2 separate regions of the Ovis aries genome follow, and region 2 is linked to region 1. Evidence: chromatin contacts called from public Hi-C data. All regions are on one chromosome and are shown on one strand. Each heading gives the region's core, a stretch centred on a gene start, on an enhancer-like site or on the middle of the called end of the contact. The rest is flanking DNA. Distances are from core to core; before and after follow the strand shown. Region 1 has its middle 17 kb from the start of MUC2. Region 2 holds the start of AP2A2 (adaptor related protein complex 2 subunit alpha 2).

The links. A called contact is a pair of places that touch in the nucleus more often than the background predicts.
Region 2: a Hi-C map of hypothalamus shows a contact between it and region 1, with 3 times the contacts expected there. The contact joins the promoter of AP2A2 here to the enhancer-like site in region 1. A contact is called at or near these places in 4 of 16 Hi-C or Micro-C datasets (hypothalamus, liver, muscle and 1 more).

The regions. Positions count from the first base shown.
Region 1 is chr21:46,753,076-46,756,216 of ARS-UI_Ramb_v3.0, reverse strand. No RefSeq gene overlaps it. Among named protein-coding and RNA genes, the nearest start is that of MUC2, 17 kb to the right of the region's middle. Within about 2 kb of position 1,621, at least 26 of the 54 cell types and tissues checked have an H3K27ac peak or open chromatin away from gene starts, as enhancers often do. A contact at or near this core is called in hypothalamus, liver, muscle and 1 more, where this site is marked.
Region 2 is chr21:46,868,771-46,871,911 of ARS-UI_Ramb_v3.0, reverse strand. AP2A2 (adaptor related protein complex 2 subunit alpha 2) reads left to right here and starts at 1,553. Exons shown (of 22, transcript XM_060404169.1): 1 at 1,553-1,741. The coding sequence starts at 1,675.

The DNA of each region.
Region 1 (3,141 bases), core at 372-2,871:
CTCATCTTCTGGGGAGCCGGGGGCAGACCCATTCCTCCCGAAGATCTGCCTGCACCCTCCATCCCGTAGACCCCTTGGGCCCCTGTCGCACAGGAGAGGCCCATCTCAGGGGTCCTGCCTGCTGTTGCTGGGGGCCTCCAGAGGCTGTGGGTTCACCCTCTGAGCTGGAGCACTGTCCCCGCCCCTGCTGGGGGACCACCCCTGGGGAGGAGTGTCCTCGCACCTCCTTCTGAGCATCACTGAGATGAATGGCACCCCCAGGCCTGGGCCTTGCTGGCCTGAGCCGCCCCCCTGCCCTCTGGGTACAGCCTCACCAAGCACTCATGACTTGTGGATCAAGGGTCCTTTCACCCACAGTAACGGATGTGGCGGTAGCCGCTGCCGCAGCCCACGCTTGCAGCCCCATGCCAGGCCCTGCCCCTCGCATGTCTGTGGTCGGTGGGGTTGCCTGGAGTCCAGTGCTGCCCACCGGGCCCCATCCCTGTGCGGCTGCCCCTGGGGTGACGCTGACCCATGGGTGACAGGCAGGGCAGGTCCCTCAGCTGCTCCTTGAGAGCTTTCTGTTGACTTTCCTGCTCACCTGGCTCAGTAATCTGCTGGTGCAAAGGCCACATCCGCTTCCTTGAGGCCCGCTCCCACCACACTGCGTCACCTAGACTTGGCTCTGGTTCCAGCCCTGGCCTCCCGGGGGGTCACCCCTCCTGGGGGGTCACCACTGAAGGCTGCGCTCCCCACCATGGGAAGGCAGGGCATCAGGGGCTCTCTGTATGGTCACTATGCCAAGGACACGCGGCCACGCCTAGGAGGACAGGCTCCTCTCTGGGGGAAGCAGGGACAGATTCTAGCCGTCCAGGAGGGGGCGGTGTTGTGGCCAACTCCAGGCAGGGTCCCACCTCCTCCCAGCCCCAGAGCTGGGGCGGTCGTTCTGGGCACTTCTGAACCCTCACACAGCCCCTGCCCTGAGGACCAGCCGGCAGTGCGGGCCCTGCTGCCTCCGTCCTGCCCCCTGGCTCCCCTGGGGGTTTAGGCCAGGTGGGTTCCAGGTAGTCTGTTTGCAAAGGGCCCTCTAAGGGTGGGGACTGAGGCTGTAGGCAGAACCCCAGGACCACCGGGTGGGGGCTCTTCTCTGGAGGACGGAGGCCATCGGGTTGTCCATTTCCCCCGCACTTGCAGGCTGCCACCTGGTTCCCTGCGCAGGCGCAGAGGTGGGCGGCCCTCTGTGGGGCAGGGCCGGGCAGGGAGGGCCCAGGGCCAGAGCAGCAGGGCGGGCTGGTCAGCTGGGGAAGGGTCCCCAGCAGGTGTGATGCTTAGAGCGACTGATGATTCCCAGCCCCCACTGCGCGGAGGCCAGTGACCTGCCCAAGGTCAGGCAGAGCTCCCTCCAGTCCAGCCTGTGAGCCGCGCAAGCTGGACGCTGACTCCGCGGCACGCGCTGCTCACCTGGCACAGCGCCGCGATGCGGAGACAGGCGGGGTCAGGGGACGGCGAGACGCCTTCGGACTGACCCCGCACCCGCTTGCGGGGGCCCTGAGGCCGGCGCAGACCCCGCGGATCTCCGGGAGGGCGAGGTCCACTCAAGCCACGCCCACGCGGGGAGGAGTCCGAGGGGGCGTGACTCACTCGCTGAGCCACGCCCCCGATCAGGTCCGCCCACGCCCCGGCGCAGGAGTGCACATGCGCAGACTTCCCTCTGGGCGGCTGTGCGGGCGACGCGCGCCACCTGCTGGCCAACGTCTGCATCCCCGGTGCCTCCCGCGCCTGCCACCTTGCTCCGGTCGCGCTGATCAAGGCGCGCGCTTGCCTGGGATGCTGGGCCGGGCTGGGGCGGGCGGCGGTGAGCTCCCTGCACGTCTGGCTGCGGGAGCGCCCAGAGGAAGCACTGCAGTGGGCAACGACGAGGTGGCTCTGGGGGGCCCTGGGGCCTCTGGCTCCTGGGACCTCGGGGCCTGGCAGGGCCTGTGCGGGGCTCCGCGGTGGGAGGTGGCGCTCCGCTGGACCTGATCCGAGGGACCTGGTGGTCGCCAGTTCTCCACGGCTGTGCCAGGCTCCCGCCCACTCCCAGCCCATCCCTGTGACGTGCAGAAGGGGCAGCTGCTGCCAAGATCCCAGACCCCAGATACAGGAGGCTTGTTCCAACCCTCTAGGCTGCTCATGGCCCTCCACGGTGATGTGTGGTTTCAGAGCTGACCCCCATTTGCTGCCAGGTCCCTGCAGGCCCCAAGGGGACAGCACCCCTTGCCCCTGCACCCCAGCCTAACGTTCTGCCTGAGTCTGGGGGGACCACCCCCAGGACCCCGCCCCTCCCAAGGCCACCTTCTGGCAGGAGGGTGCAGGTGGGGGCAGGAGGCGGCAGCCCACACAGGGCCCTGAAGCGCCACAGTATGCGATGGAACCGCCCTCCACCACAGAAACACTGCAAGCTTTTACTGAGTGCCAGCTGTATGCAGAGCACATTGCGGGGGGTGCCCGGGAAGCAAAGAGTGGGCTGGCTCGGAGATCCTGGGAGGACCTGGGGAGGACCTGGAACCCCAGGAGGGCCCGGTTCCAGACCCCTCTTCCCACACATTCACCAGCATCAGGGGCGCTAGGATGGAGCTCTCCACGGCTGAGAGAACTCTCCAAGTTCACCACGGCTATGCCAAGCTCCCCCTCCCTGCCCTGTCCCCCCCACCCTGCCCCGTCCCCCCGTTAGCCTAGCTGTTTGGTGTCCTGCAGGCTGCCTGGGGGAGCTACTTGCAGGGGCTTGGGGGGTGCTACTGGGTAGGTGTGGACGCTGCTCCCTCCTCCCGCCCCCCACCCCCCCAGCCCATAGACGAGCTTGGAGGAAGTAATTTCCCAGTGATCTTACCTGTGGCTGGAGAGGTAGGCCCCAGTGTCTGCATCTCAGCGCCCCACCCCCCAGGGCAGAGCCAGGTGGGCGGCCTGGGCACCGGCCCATCAGCTGTAAGTGGCACCTGGGGGCCCCACCTGGCGACTCTGGGCCTGAGGGCAGTGGGTCCCCCTGGTGGTCCCCTGGGTCCTGACCAGAGGGAGTGGTCAGTGGCTGTGTCCGTGAGTCCCTGACCTGGGAAAGGGTGCAGGGACGAGGAGGCCCCCAGAGGCTCCCGGAGGCTCTGCTGCACGGGGTGGGCGCCCTCGCTG
Region 2 (3,141 bases), core at 304-2,803, 120 kb before region 1:
ACATTATGGGAAGGAAACTGGGTCACTCGTAAAGCTGACAGGCCCAGACACCAGCAGGACCGCTCTGGTACCATGGCCCCTGGTTCTGGGCTGCCCTGCCTTTGTTTCTTCTTCAGAATGCACGTGTTGGGGCCTTCCCTCCCCTTGGCCACGGAAGGAGGAGGGCCTGGGAACCAGCACGGGCTGGTCCAGTTCACACAGTCCAAGAAAGGGAGCACTGCATGCTGCCGAAAGGTTGAGTGGCCTGAAGGGCAGATGAAGGCACGGCAGGGGGCAGGGGCCAGGGGGCAGGGGTCTTTCTCACGGCCAGTGGCATGTCCCAGCAGTCTCTGGACACCAACTCTCCCACCCCGATCCCCCACCAACATACACACACATGTACAGGGATCCCAGGAGGTGTAGGAAGCCCAGGGTCAGCACTGAGAGAGGTGTGATGGCTGTCCATCTCTAAGCCTGTCCTCCGAGAAGCCCCTCCACTGTGGGTTGAGTTTGCCATCTGTCCACGCCACGCATGAGCCCCTGCAGCCTCTTGGCACTGCCCTGCCCAGTGAGTGGCGGCCGGGGGTGGGTCATGGTCTCCTCACCTGAGTCCCCAGGCCTGGCTACGGTAGGGTTATCTCCTCCCCTGGGGAAACAGGCCCTAGAGGGTATCTCCTTCAGGAAGCCCTCGGCAGCCCAGCCCTTTGAAAGCTTTGGAAGGTGGTGAAATTGCTGCCTTATATGGATTCGGGTCTCCACAGGTTCTGGCTTCCCCCAGGGGTCCCAAAGGACCAGAGCTTGGGTCCTTGGTCCATGGAAGGGGCCCTGTCCCTTTTTTCTCCTAGCCAGGGTCCATCAGGGGCCCAGCCTCTTACTGAGAAGGGAGCCGGGGTGGGTCTGGGCTGTGGCTCTGGAACCTCTCTGGAGAGAGAGAGGCCATCCCACTTCGTGAAGGACAGCTTGGTGGGGCCACCTGCTCTCCAGACAAACTCCTGGGGTGTCTGCCTGCTAAGGCCCCTGCAGTGCACTGCGGTTGGGCCCCGGTCCTGCCTCCACCTCCCCAGGCTGCGGAGGTGGGTGGCGGCAACAGCGGCAAAGGGTGCGGTTGGTCACCACGGAGCTGGATTCAAGACTGAGCCCGGTCCCCCGGCGCTGTCAAGGGGTGGGGGGACGCTGTCTCTTCAGGGCTGTCTCCCCCTTGTAAAGAGACGGGCCGGCTCTGGACGGCCGGGTGATGGGCAGCTGGCCCCAGAGCTCTGGATGGGGACGGGTCCCCCGCGGGAGGCCGACGGCAGGCGGCCCCAGAGCCGGGCGGGGAGGGCGGAGGGACGGTGGGCGGAGGCGCGGCTGGCGGTGGGGCTCCCCGCGTGGGGGTCGGGCGCGGAGGATCCTGCGCGGCGGAGGCCGGCGCCCCCCACCCCCGCCTCCGCCGGGCCCCTCCCGCGGCGCGCGCCTCCCGGGGCCGCCGCCCGGCCGTGCGCGCCCGCCGCCGACGTGCTCGCCCCCGCGCCCCGGCCGCCGTCGGTCGCCGCGCGAGCGAGCGTGCGTGCGTGCGCGCGCGCGCGGCGGCCCCGAGAGCGGCGCTGGAGCCTGAGGCGACTGGGCTGAGGCGGCTCCTCCCGGCTCCCGCTCCTGCGGCCCGCTGCCCTCTCCTTCCCGGGGCCCGCCAGCCCAGGCCGCTCCCCGGGCCCGAAGATGCCGGCCGTGTCGAAGGGGGACGGGATGCGGGGCCTGGCCGTGTTCATCTCGGATATCCGCAACTGTGAGTGGCTGGGCGCCGGGCCGGCCTGCGGGGGGCGGGGGCGCAGGCCGGGGTGAGGGGCTGGCCGGCACTGGCCTTCGCGGGCTGGGCTCCGGGGCGCGGACCTGGCGGGCGGGGGTCCTGGGGTCGCGGGCTGGGCTCCGGGGCGCGGACCTGGCGGGCGGGGGTCCTGGGGTCGCGGGCTGGGGTCCGGGGCGCGGACCTGGCGGGCGGGGGTCCTGGGGTCGGGGGCTGGGCTCCGGGGCGCGGACCTGGCGGGCGGGGGTCCTGGGGTCGCGGGCTGGGCTCCGGGGCGCGGACCTGGCGGGCGGGGGTCCTGGGGTCGCGGGCTGGGGTCCGGGGCGCGGACCTGGCGGGCGGGGGTCCTGGGGTCGGGGCTGGGCTCCGGGGCGCGGACCTGGCGGGCGGGGGTCCTGGGGTCGGGGGCTGGGCTCCGGGGCGCGGACCTGGCGGGCGGGGGTCCTGGGGTCGCGGGCTGGGGTCCGGGGCGCGGACCTGGCGGGCGGGGGTCCGGGGCGCGCGGACTTGGAGGACAGGGGTCCTGGGCTTGGGGGCTGGGGTCCCGGGCGAGGACTTGAAGGGCGGGGGTCCTGAGGTTGGGGCTGGGCTCCCGGCGCAGACCTGGCGGGCGGGAGTCCTCGGGTTGGGGCTGCAGTCCGGGGCGTGGACTTGGAGGGCAGGGGACCTGGGGTTGGGGCTGGGTCCGGGGTGCGGGCAGCGTTCAGCACCCGCGCAGGGGGCTTGGCTCTGCTGAGGGGCTTCTAGCGAAGCCACCCCTCCCCAGCATGATGTCACCCCGAGCAGTCGGCCGGTCTTTCTAGTAACGGAGCATCTAACCCAGCGTTTTCCAGAATAGCGAGCCTTTTCACTGGGAGTGGGAGTAGCGAAACCCGCGTCTTGCGGGGAAGCAGCTGCTTGACCTGGGTCCTGGCGGCCTGTTAGGCCCTGATTAAAGTGATTCGCTCCCAGGGAATCGGCCCCAGGCGGTGGCGCGGGATGGCCTCGGGGAAATGCTGCTCTGCCCACTGTCTTTGGTCAGGGACCGAGTTTTCAGCGACATGTGCCCCTCACAGAGTGGGAAACTCCATGCGGACAGGTGGGCCCGGCTGGAGGCGGGGCCGCACCCTTGCCCTGCCGATACATTTGACTTTGGTGCGCAGAAACTCCTGTTGACTTTCAGGTAATGTTCCCTCTGGGCTTCCCCTGGTGGCTCAGGCGGTAAAGAGTCTGCTTGCGGGAGACCAGGGTTTGATCCCTTGGTCAGGAAAGTCCCCTGGAGAAGGAAATGGCAGCCCACTCCACTGTTCTTGCCTGGAAAATCCCATGGGTGGAGGAGCCTGGGAGGCTATACAGTCCATGGGGGTCGCAAAGATTCGGACACGACTGAGCGACTTCACTTT